Linked DNA regions of Gossypium arboreum: all the other regions are linked to region 2. The links are chromatin contacts, called in public Hi-C maps. All regions are on one chromosome and are shown on one strand. Each heading gives the region's core, a stretch centred on a gene start, on an enhancer-like site or on the middle of the called end of the contact. The rest is flanking DNA. Distances are from core to core; before and after follow the strand shown.

Region 1 (2,700 bases), core at 10-2,509, 160 kb before region 2:
TTCAACAACTCAAATAATTAAAATTTTCAAATCAAAATATTGGTTTGAAAACTCAAACTCTTTAAAGAAAATTCTAACTAAATTCACCATGATACTATGTTTAAACGAAAATAGAAGACGTTAAGATTAAATTATCAACTTGAAACTTAATTTTTATCCTCTATTTTATTGGTTAGTGGTCTTGGTGGAATGAAATTTTCTACTAGAAAAAGTTAATCATGTAAATGGAGTAAAATAAACGAATTAATCATAAAATTTGACATTTTTCTTAATTCATTGAATTAGAACTAGTATTCCTAATTTGAGAAAAAAGAAAAGTTCCACCTTGTATTCGACAAAACGTGGCAACCCACGTTAACGCACATCAGTTGTTTTTATCTTTGATGCATGTACAATAAACACTTAATTTACAATTATGTCGCCTGCAAATAGAGGTGATCATGGGCCGGGTCGGGTTCGGGCTAGGCCCAGTTAAAATTTTAGGCTCGTCTATTAGGTCTGGACTCGGCCCGGTCCGAAATATGGGCCTAAAAATTTGTCTAAGCCTGGCCTGAAATAAAATTGCTAAGCCCAAGCTCGGGCCGGCCCGACCCATATTAAATTTTTTTTTCTTATTTCATTAAATAAAAAAATTTAAAAATATAATAAATCAAATATATTTAAAAACATAAAAATAAATATTAAAACAAATAAAAATAATACTAAAACAATTATTAAAACAATACACAAATTGACAATATAATAAAAAATGGTTATATTAAAATTTTAAAATGATTAAAAATAAAATAAAAAATATATTAATATATAATTCGGGCCGGTAAAAGAACTCTTACTCGAGGCGGGCCTCATTTTTTTGCCCAAGCTCATTTTTCGGGTCTATATATTTACCCAAACCCTCCCATTTTTTGGGCGGGCCTTGGGGCTGGGCCGAGCCGCCCGGCTCATGATCAGCTCTACTGCAAATATGATCTAAAAATAATATAAATATGATAAGAATCTATTTTAAGAGTTAAGAGTATGTTGAAGCACGTAAATTTTTTATTTAAGAGTTGAGATAAGTTATAGATAAATTTAAGTATTATTAAAAAATAAAAAGATATAATAAGAATCTATAATAAAATTAATATAAACATGAGATAATAATATAACCCAAAATTAAAATAAATAAACATACTATGTAAATATTGAAAACAAGTTTGTACCAATCATGGACAATATCATCACTTTAACCCACATGATGGCTTTACTCAAAAACAGATGGCTCCATCAAATGACATTGAAAAGAAAGGAGGCCGATGCCCTATAATTGTAAAAAGGAAAGATGAACAGGTGAATTGAATTTGTCTGATTCAAAATTGGAGGCAATGCCATCTGGTTTTAAAATATTTTTTGATGGATACTTTTAATTGTGAAATATATTTCATTCTTATGAATAGACATCGGACGATATTATGATACGTGTGTATTTTTTTTGTCGTGTTTAATCGATTACTTATCTTCTTTTATTCTAGTATTTTTAACGCGTATTGCCCTAGTCCAATACTTTTGAGGCCCAACATGTTATAATGCAAAGTGATGGGTGGGGGCCGTTCACCCACAATCATTGGGCCTATCTTTCCCATCACATGATCGATTCTGCCTAATGATAAGCCCATCCATGTAAACCACACAATAATGGGCCCCTCACTTATTGCTTTCGTACTATCTTAAGCATCAGAAAGATTCTCATCAACTTCATTATTATTTTATCCTTATACTTTATTATCTCCATTCAACAACCAATAACATTATAACATGTTTTACAATTACTGCCGCATTAACATAGTATAATACTAATGCAATTTCAAAAATATTATAATTTAAAAAGTAATAACGAACATCAACCAACTACTAATATTTTAATAATAATATTGTATATAATTCCATTTTATTAAAAGATAATTATTTATATGGTTAGTTTGGTAAATGATTTTTAAAATGAATATTTGTTTATATAAAAAATTATTTTAACAATTATATTATTAAAATGTTATAATTGAAAACAGTGATTACTTATAATTAAATTTGATTCAGAGGAATACTTGTGATTGTAAATTTTAAAATTTTAAATTTTAGGAATAAGTAAATCGAATATTAACATTACTGTCCATCGTTAGTGCTAGAGCGGAGATATGAAAATGTTGACATATCCTTTGTAATGTCGTGTCAAGAGTGTCAAACCTCTGAGCGCAGTACTGCTCAAAGCGAGTGAGCCGCTCTGAGACGTCCTCTGAAGTAGGAGCAGTAGGAATATGGCAGTGACTCGAAGGTGGATGCTGTGGTGGGTTCTTTGTGATTGAGAAGAACATCATCAGTGAAGTCCTCTGGTTCATTTTGAGCTTCAGAATGAAATAATTTATACTGCGGGGTTTCCACTCCACGACGCTGCTCGATCATCTTCATGTGTATCATGCTCGAGATTTCTTGTGGGGACATCTGGCCAACAAGTGTAAGTGTGGAAGACTACTCCGGTGTGTCAGGGAGACCGAAGTGCCGAGTGAGGCAAGTCACATAAAGGCCTAAACAGATGGGGCCCTTTCTGTGGCGGTCAGTCTGATGGCGGAAGGCTAGAGCGATTAAGTATGCCAAATTAAAGATATTCCTAGTGGCTATGCTCAATAAAAAGTATGCATTGTGAGTATTGACAACTCCGGTGCTCTC
Region 2 (2,821 bases), core at 3-2,502:
AAAAAGAACTAAATTAACCAACGGAACTATCAATCGAAGTAGCGAAAAACAATATCTAAAAGAAGCAACTATCCAAATTACAGGGGAAACCCATTAAAAAAAAAAACACACAGTTCAGACTCTTGCTTCTCCATAATTAACTAGGCCTGGTTGGGTAAGGAAAACGTTTGGGCGCATAGGTCTTTTCCATATTTTTTTCTTATTTTTACCTTTGGGGTTTTCTTCTCTTCATTCCAGTGCAAAAATTGAATAACTTTCAAAGCAAAGCACAAAATTGCAGAGACAGAACAGGAAAAAAAAACAATTAAAAAGAAAGGAGAGAAGCTGAGAGGGAAGCAATTCACCGATTTGCTAGTAGAGAGAATACAGGATCATTGTTGTGCAAATTACAGAAGTTTGTGAAATTTTGTAAATATTGAGGGCTAAATGGCTAGATTTAGGATCAAATTGATAAAATATATAAATATTGGAGGATTAAATTTATTATTAGACCAATAAAAAAATACCCACATCAAGTATTTAGCAGGGTGACAAAAATTTTAAAATTTAAAAACATTGATGACAAAATTGAAAGTTTTTTAAGTGGGGTGATCAAAATAGAACATACCTAAAAGTTGGATAATCACCTATCTAATTTATCCAAAAAGAAATTACATCAAAGTTACTTCATGTCCAACAATTGAGGTTTCATTGATTTAAAAATGTATGGTTTTCTTATTAAGATTTGCTGTTTCGGTTAACATAAATTCTAACCTTTAAATAAATATATATATATAACTAATTTAGTTTTATGCAACCTTTTATTTTTATATTTAGATTTTGACACATACACAATAACATGAATAATAAATAAATTTAAATATTAAAAAATATAAATATAAAATTAAGGTTGGTTGAAATTGAATTAAATTTATGAGGTTTGTAATTTTAATAATTTATTTAATTAAAATAGTAATAGACACATGCTTTTTACCCATAAAACTATATTTCTTTGAAAAATATCTAACAATAGTTTCAATAGAATAAATAATCTATCTAGATGCTAAAAATAACAATGTTTTCGAATAAACATAAGTAATCAAATGAAATAAACGACTCGTTAAGATCCCATGCCTAAAGCTAACATCATATAACCAGTTGAGACATTGTAGAATACGCTAAACCCGAGTGAATAAAGTTAGATTTAGAGATTTTATGGGCAAGTGCCCAATCCCAGACCAAATTAGGCCCAACAGGGGAAGCTTTTGAATATAGCCCATCAGTACCTCAACATGAATGCTGCCTTTAAAACAACCTAAAACCCTCTCCACCGTTCCTAAAACCCTAGCAAACTTTCTCCCCCATGGCTTTCACTTCCATTCTCCGGAAAACAGCTAACTCCTTAGCTCCACTCGCGATTCGACTCACCCGAGTCCAGAGAAGCTACCACACTTGCATCTTCACGGCCTTGAACCATGGCCTCCAGTCTCAGCATCCTACTGTGAACCGTTTTTACCCAAACACCCTGCATTTCTCAACGGCTGTTGATTCTCAAAAATCCGCTTCTGATGAGTCTCTTCTCCGAGTTATTGAGTCTGAGATTCAGTGTGCCGAGGAGAGTGATGAATATGATCAGGTGAGTAATTAATTAGTTTTTCTTTTCCCCATTTTCTTTTATCATTTAGGGTTTATACGAAAGTAAGTGGAAAAATAGAACTTGGATTTTGGGTGTTTTGCAATCCAAATCGTGTCAACTGAAGACTTGTAGGGATTGAATTCAAGAGCTGTCTTGGAACATGGTAACACTCATTGTAGAACTTATATCCGACCCGAGAAACATAATTAGATGCTGCTTTTAGTTGTTTACAATATGGTTATTGAAAGAATTTGTGGGGAAAAAAAACAGAACAATCGCTTAATAGCCAGTATTGATGTTAAGTTTTCAAGCTGAAATCGATGCTTTATTTTGAATTGTTTTTTAATCATTTAAAAAAAATTGTTTCTTCACAGGCTGAAGGAACCCCAAGTGAATTCCCTTTCAAAATCGAAGACACTCCTGGGCTTCAAACCATAACATTGACACGAGAGTATGATGGTGAACTCATCAAAGTTAATGTTCACATGCCTGATCTTGTCACTGGTCAAGGCGAAGCGGATGATGACGATGATGATGACACTGAAAAGCCTAGTAAATCAAATGTCCCATTGGTTGTTAATGTCTCAAAAAAAGGCGGTCCGAGTTTAGAGTTCAACTGTACCGCTTACCCTGATGAGATTACCATAGATAGTTTGTCCGTTCGAAATCCCAACTCCGAGGATGAACTCGCCTATGAAGGCCCAGATTTCTAGTAAGCCTATTCAATACATTGTGAAATTGGAATATTGATTTGCATGGAATGCGATTACTAATGTTCTTGTTTTGCAGTGATTTGGATGAGAACCTGCAGAAGGCTTTTCACAAGTATTTGGAGATCCGAGGAATCAAACCGAGCACCACAAATTACTTGCACGAGTACATGATTAATAAGGATGGCCGGGAGTATATTCTGTGGTTGAAGAACCTCAAGAAGTTCATTGAAGAATGAGTAGTTTATGAAAAATGGTAAGGTCAAACTAGCACCGTTCCGAGTTGTTGTATGAACTAAGATACGAGTAGTTTTATCTATTTTTAAAGAGATTAGGTCGTCTTTTTGGGTTAGAATTCGGTCCATTTCCGGTACACATTCTTCATTATCATTCACATGGTGAAGAATCCATCCATTAAATTATATTTGTGAGTGAATAGTGAAAATATGTATTGGAGGGTTGGGAGGGGAGATAAAAAAAATAAACTATAGACTTG
Region 3 (2,820 bases), core at 7-2,506, 220 kb after region 2:
TCCATAAAATTGTATAACAAAACAATATTTGAAGTGGGATTCATTTGAATTTAATAAAGATGATTTATACAACTTGTACTACTATATATTAAGCCTGTAATTGAGTTGTTGTTATGAGTTAATCGAGAATTAACTCAATTAATAATGAATAAAATATAATTACTTTATAAAATAAATTATATTATTTAATTATGTTTTTATTTTTATATCTTTTATATAAATATTATACACCTAGGATTTGACTTAAGACACTATATTTTTAACATATTTGGTTTATCATTTCAGCCAAAGACTCAATTGTTTTATACCTCATTTTTATAAATATATTTATTACATATATTATTAATATCCTCCATATAAAGATTGAGGGTAATTTAAGAATTATATTTAAAAATTAATCATATATTCTTAATGATCATTATTGCGGAGAGGTCAGGCTTATTTTAAAAGAAGTTTACAAAGTGTTGTAGATAAAGTGGTACCTTCCTTATCTACAATTGTCATATAAGGATATGGGCTCAAATCTCATCAAGAGCAAATGTTAACATTTTTTCAGTGGATGAAGGCACTCTTACTCCATGAACCCTAGGTTCTTAGTAAAGTCAGGAGACAAAACCTAAATAAAACCGAGCATAGATGCGTCAGGTCTAAACCAACTTGTTGAGAGGTCTATTGACTCCCCACTTCACAGATTTTTCTCGAAGCAAGCTCCACATCCCCTCAACAATATAAACTATTAATATAATACAATTTTTTTTTGTTCAAAGGAGAATATATAATTAATTATGACATTAGTACAAAAAAAATAGTAAAGATCTTAAAAACATTAGATAGCTTAAGGGAAATAACAAGAGAAAACACAGTATGGAGACTTGACATAAAATCAAACCATACCAAAAAGGAGCAAACAATTTATATTATATCTAATAATTTTATAAAAGAAATAATTATGTAGAGATGACTCATGTTCTTTATTAACAATAAAAAAATAAAAGAAGTACCCAAGGAGACACGTGGCAAACAAGGGTTGGAATTGAATCAAATGAAATGTCCAACTTGTGTTTGGTATTTGAATGATACATGCATAGCCATTTGTCAAAAAACCAGACATAAAAAATGAAGGAATTCACGTGGGTTTTCTTTTTCTAGGCTTTAGTAAAAATTCCATTTGTCTAATTCTCTTTCGATCTTCAAAATGGGGTTGAACAAAAGGAGCTCAAACTGTGAAAAACCCCTTTTCTTGGGCTTATAAATAGGCTTGGATCCTTTGCCAACCAACAAACATATCTCTACATCTGCACTGCAAACTCTTCACGTGTTTCTCAGCTTTCTCTCTCCCTCTCTTTTGCTTTCCTTCTGTTACCTCCTTCCTACCTCTCTTGCACTCTTCTTTACTTTTATCTCTTTGGTTTGTTTCTTTTGTTTTCTGAGAAAAAAGAAAATCTTATCCACTGGCCCGACATTGCCAGCAACCTTTTTGTCTTTGTGTTTTTTGTTCGGTCTCGTTCTTTGAGGGTCGTTTCTTGTTTTAAGATATATATATTTATATATATCTCAAAGAGTAGTTTTGTTCGTTGGTTGACAAAGAAAGATATTTTTTTAAACCCCAAAAAGGAAAAAAAAAAAAAGTTCACTTATTTTTCTGGTATGGAAAACAAAAGGCAAGTGAGTGGCTCTTCATCATCATCATCATCATCTTCATCGTCTGTTTCTTTGGATCATCTCTTTGGTCCAAAGGACTCTTCTTCTTCATCAACTACCACAACTGGGCTTTTTGGAACTATTTTTCCCCCTCCATCAGTGGTAAACCCTTTTGCTCTTCATTTTCTATCCATAAAATGATACAGCTTTCTTGATTTTGACGAAAAATGAAATACCATTTTACTCATTAGTTAGCTATTTACTTGCAGATGTGTGAAATTTTGATACTGGGGGATAATATACTTTGATTGGAAGTAACTGAGAAGTTGATATATTTAGGATAAACCTGGCTTAATTGTATTTAGAGTTTGTATATTTCTTTTTCTAACATTATGGATTTATATATTCCAAGTGAATGATTCTTTAAAAAAGATGCAAAGAGATGCTTTATATAATACACTAAAATTCTGTACATCATGTGCTTGGATATATTCACTTAGTGGATAGATGCTAGCTAGTGGGGTTTACCGGTCAATTTTTCTTTGTAACATCTTAAATTTGCAAAGTTAATATGTATATTCCAATGCTAGCTAGTGGTGGGCGAAAAGTTGGCTTTGGACTGTGCATTAATGGAATTATTGGTGACCTCTGGCTATGTATGGCTTGTTTTAATTGTGGTTATCCATTTTTGTTCTAATTTTTATAGGTTTTTAATGGTGAATACGTCTAAATATTGTTCTCTTTTCTGATTTCAGGTGCTGGGGAGGGACTCAACTCACTCCGGAATTAGAGGTTCATGGAATACTCAGGGTTTGCCCCATCATGCCAGATATGGAACAGGTTTTTTTGTTGCCTTCTTGTATTAATTTTTAGCGTTTCTCCTTGCATTTTTCTCGTAGTTTTCTTCTGTTCGACATATTTGGATATATATATGTGTGTGTACTTGACACGTATCTGAATATGAGGATATGATATATAAAAAAATTAAACATGTAGATTAATTATGTTTGTTATAGTAAAACTTTATGTGGGGTCTTAATGAGAATGTTAAGTTTGGTTTATTATCAAGCAAGAAACAAACATGAGAGATGAGAATGTTGCTCATGCATGTTTTGTTTCAGATCATAACACTGATTATAGCAAGGGACAAAGCAGCAGCACAAGGAATAAAGACAAGAG

The links. A called contact is a pair of places that touch in the nucleus more often than the background predicts.
Region 1: a Hi-C map of leaf shows a contact between it and region 2, with 2.5 times the contacts expected there. The contact joins the enhancer-like site here to the promoter of LOC108458060 in region 2. A contact is called at or near these places in 2 of 5 Hi-C or Micro-C datasets (both in leaf).
Region 3: a Hi-C map of leaf shows a contact between it and region 2, with 3 times the contacts expected there. The contact joins the promoter of LOC108459856 here to the promoter of LOC108458060 in region 2. A contact is called at or near these places in 2 of 5 Hi-C or Micro-C datasets (both in leaf).

Annotation. Positions count from the first base shown.
Region 1 is chr4:15,135,737-15,138,436 of ASM2569848v2, forward strand. No RefSeq gene overlaps it. Among protein-coding and RNA genes, the nearest start is that of LOC108460826, 7.7 kb to the left of the region's middle. Within about 2 kb of position 1,260, at least 1 of the 2 cell types and tissues checked has an H3K27ac peak or open chromatin away from gene starts, as enhancers often do. A contact at or near this core is called in leaf, where this site is marked.
Region 2 is chr4:15,294,429-15,297,249 of ASM2569848v2, forward strand. LOC108458060 reads left to right here and starts at 1,253. Exons shown (of 3, transcript XM_017757300.2): 1 at 1,253-1,615; 2 at 1,990-2,327; 3 at 2,405-2,821. The coding sequence starts at 1,343. The coding sequence ends at 2,564.
Region 3 is chr4:15,510,768-15,513,587 of ASM2569848v2, forward strand. It overlaps LOC108459856, which reads left to right and starts at 1,257. Exons shown (of 6, transcript XR_008281757.1): 1 at 1,257-1,803; 2 at 2,397-2,481; 3 at 2,763-2,820.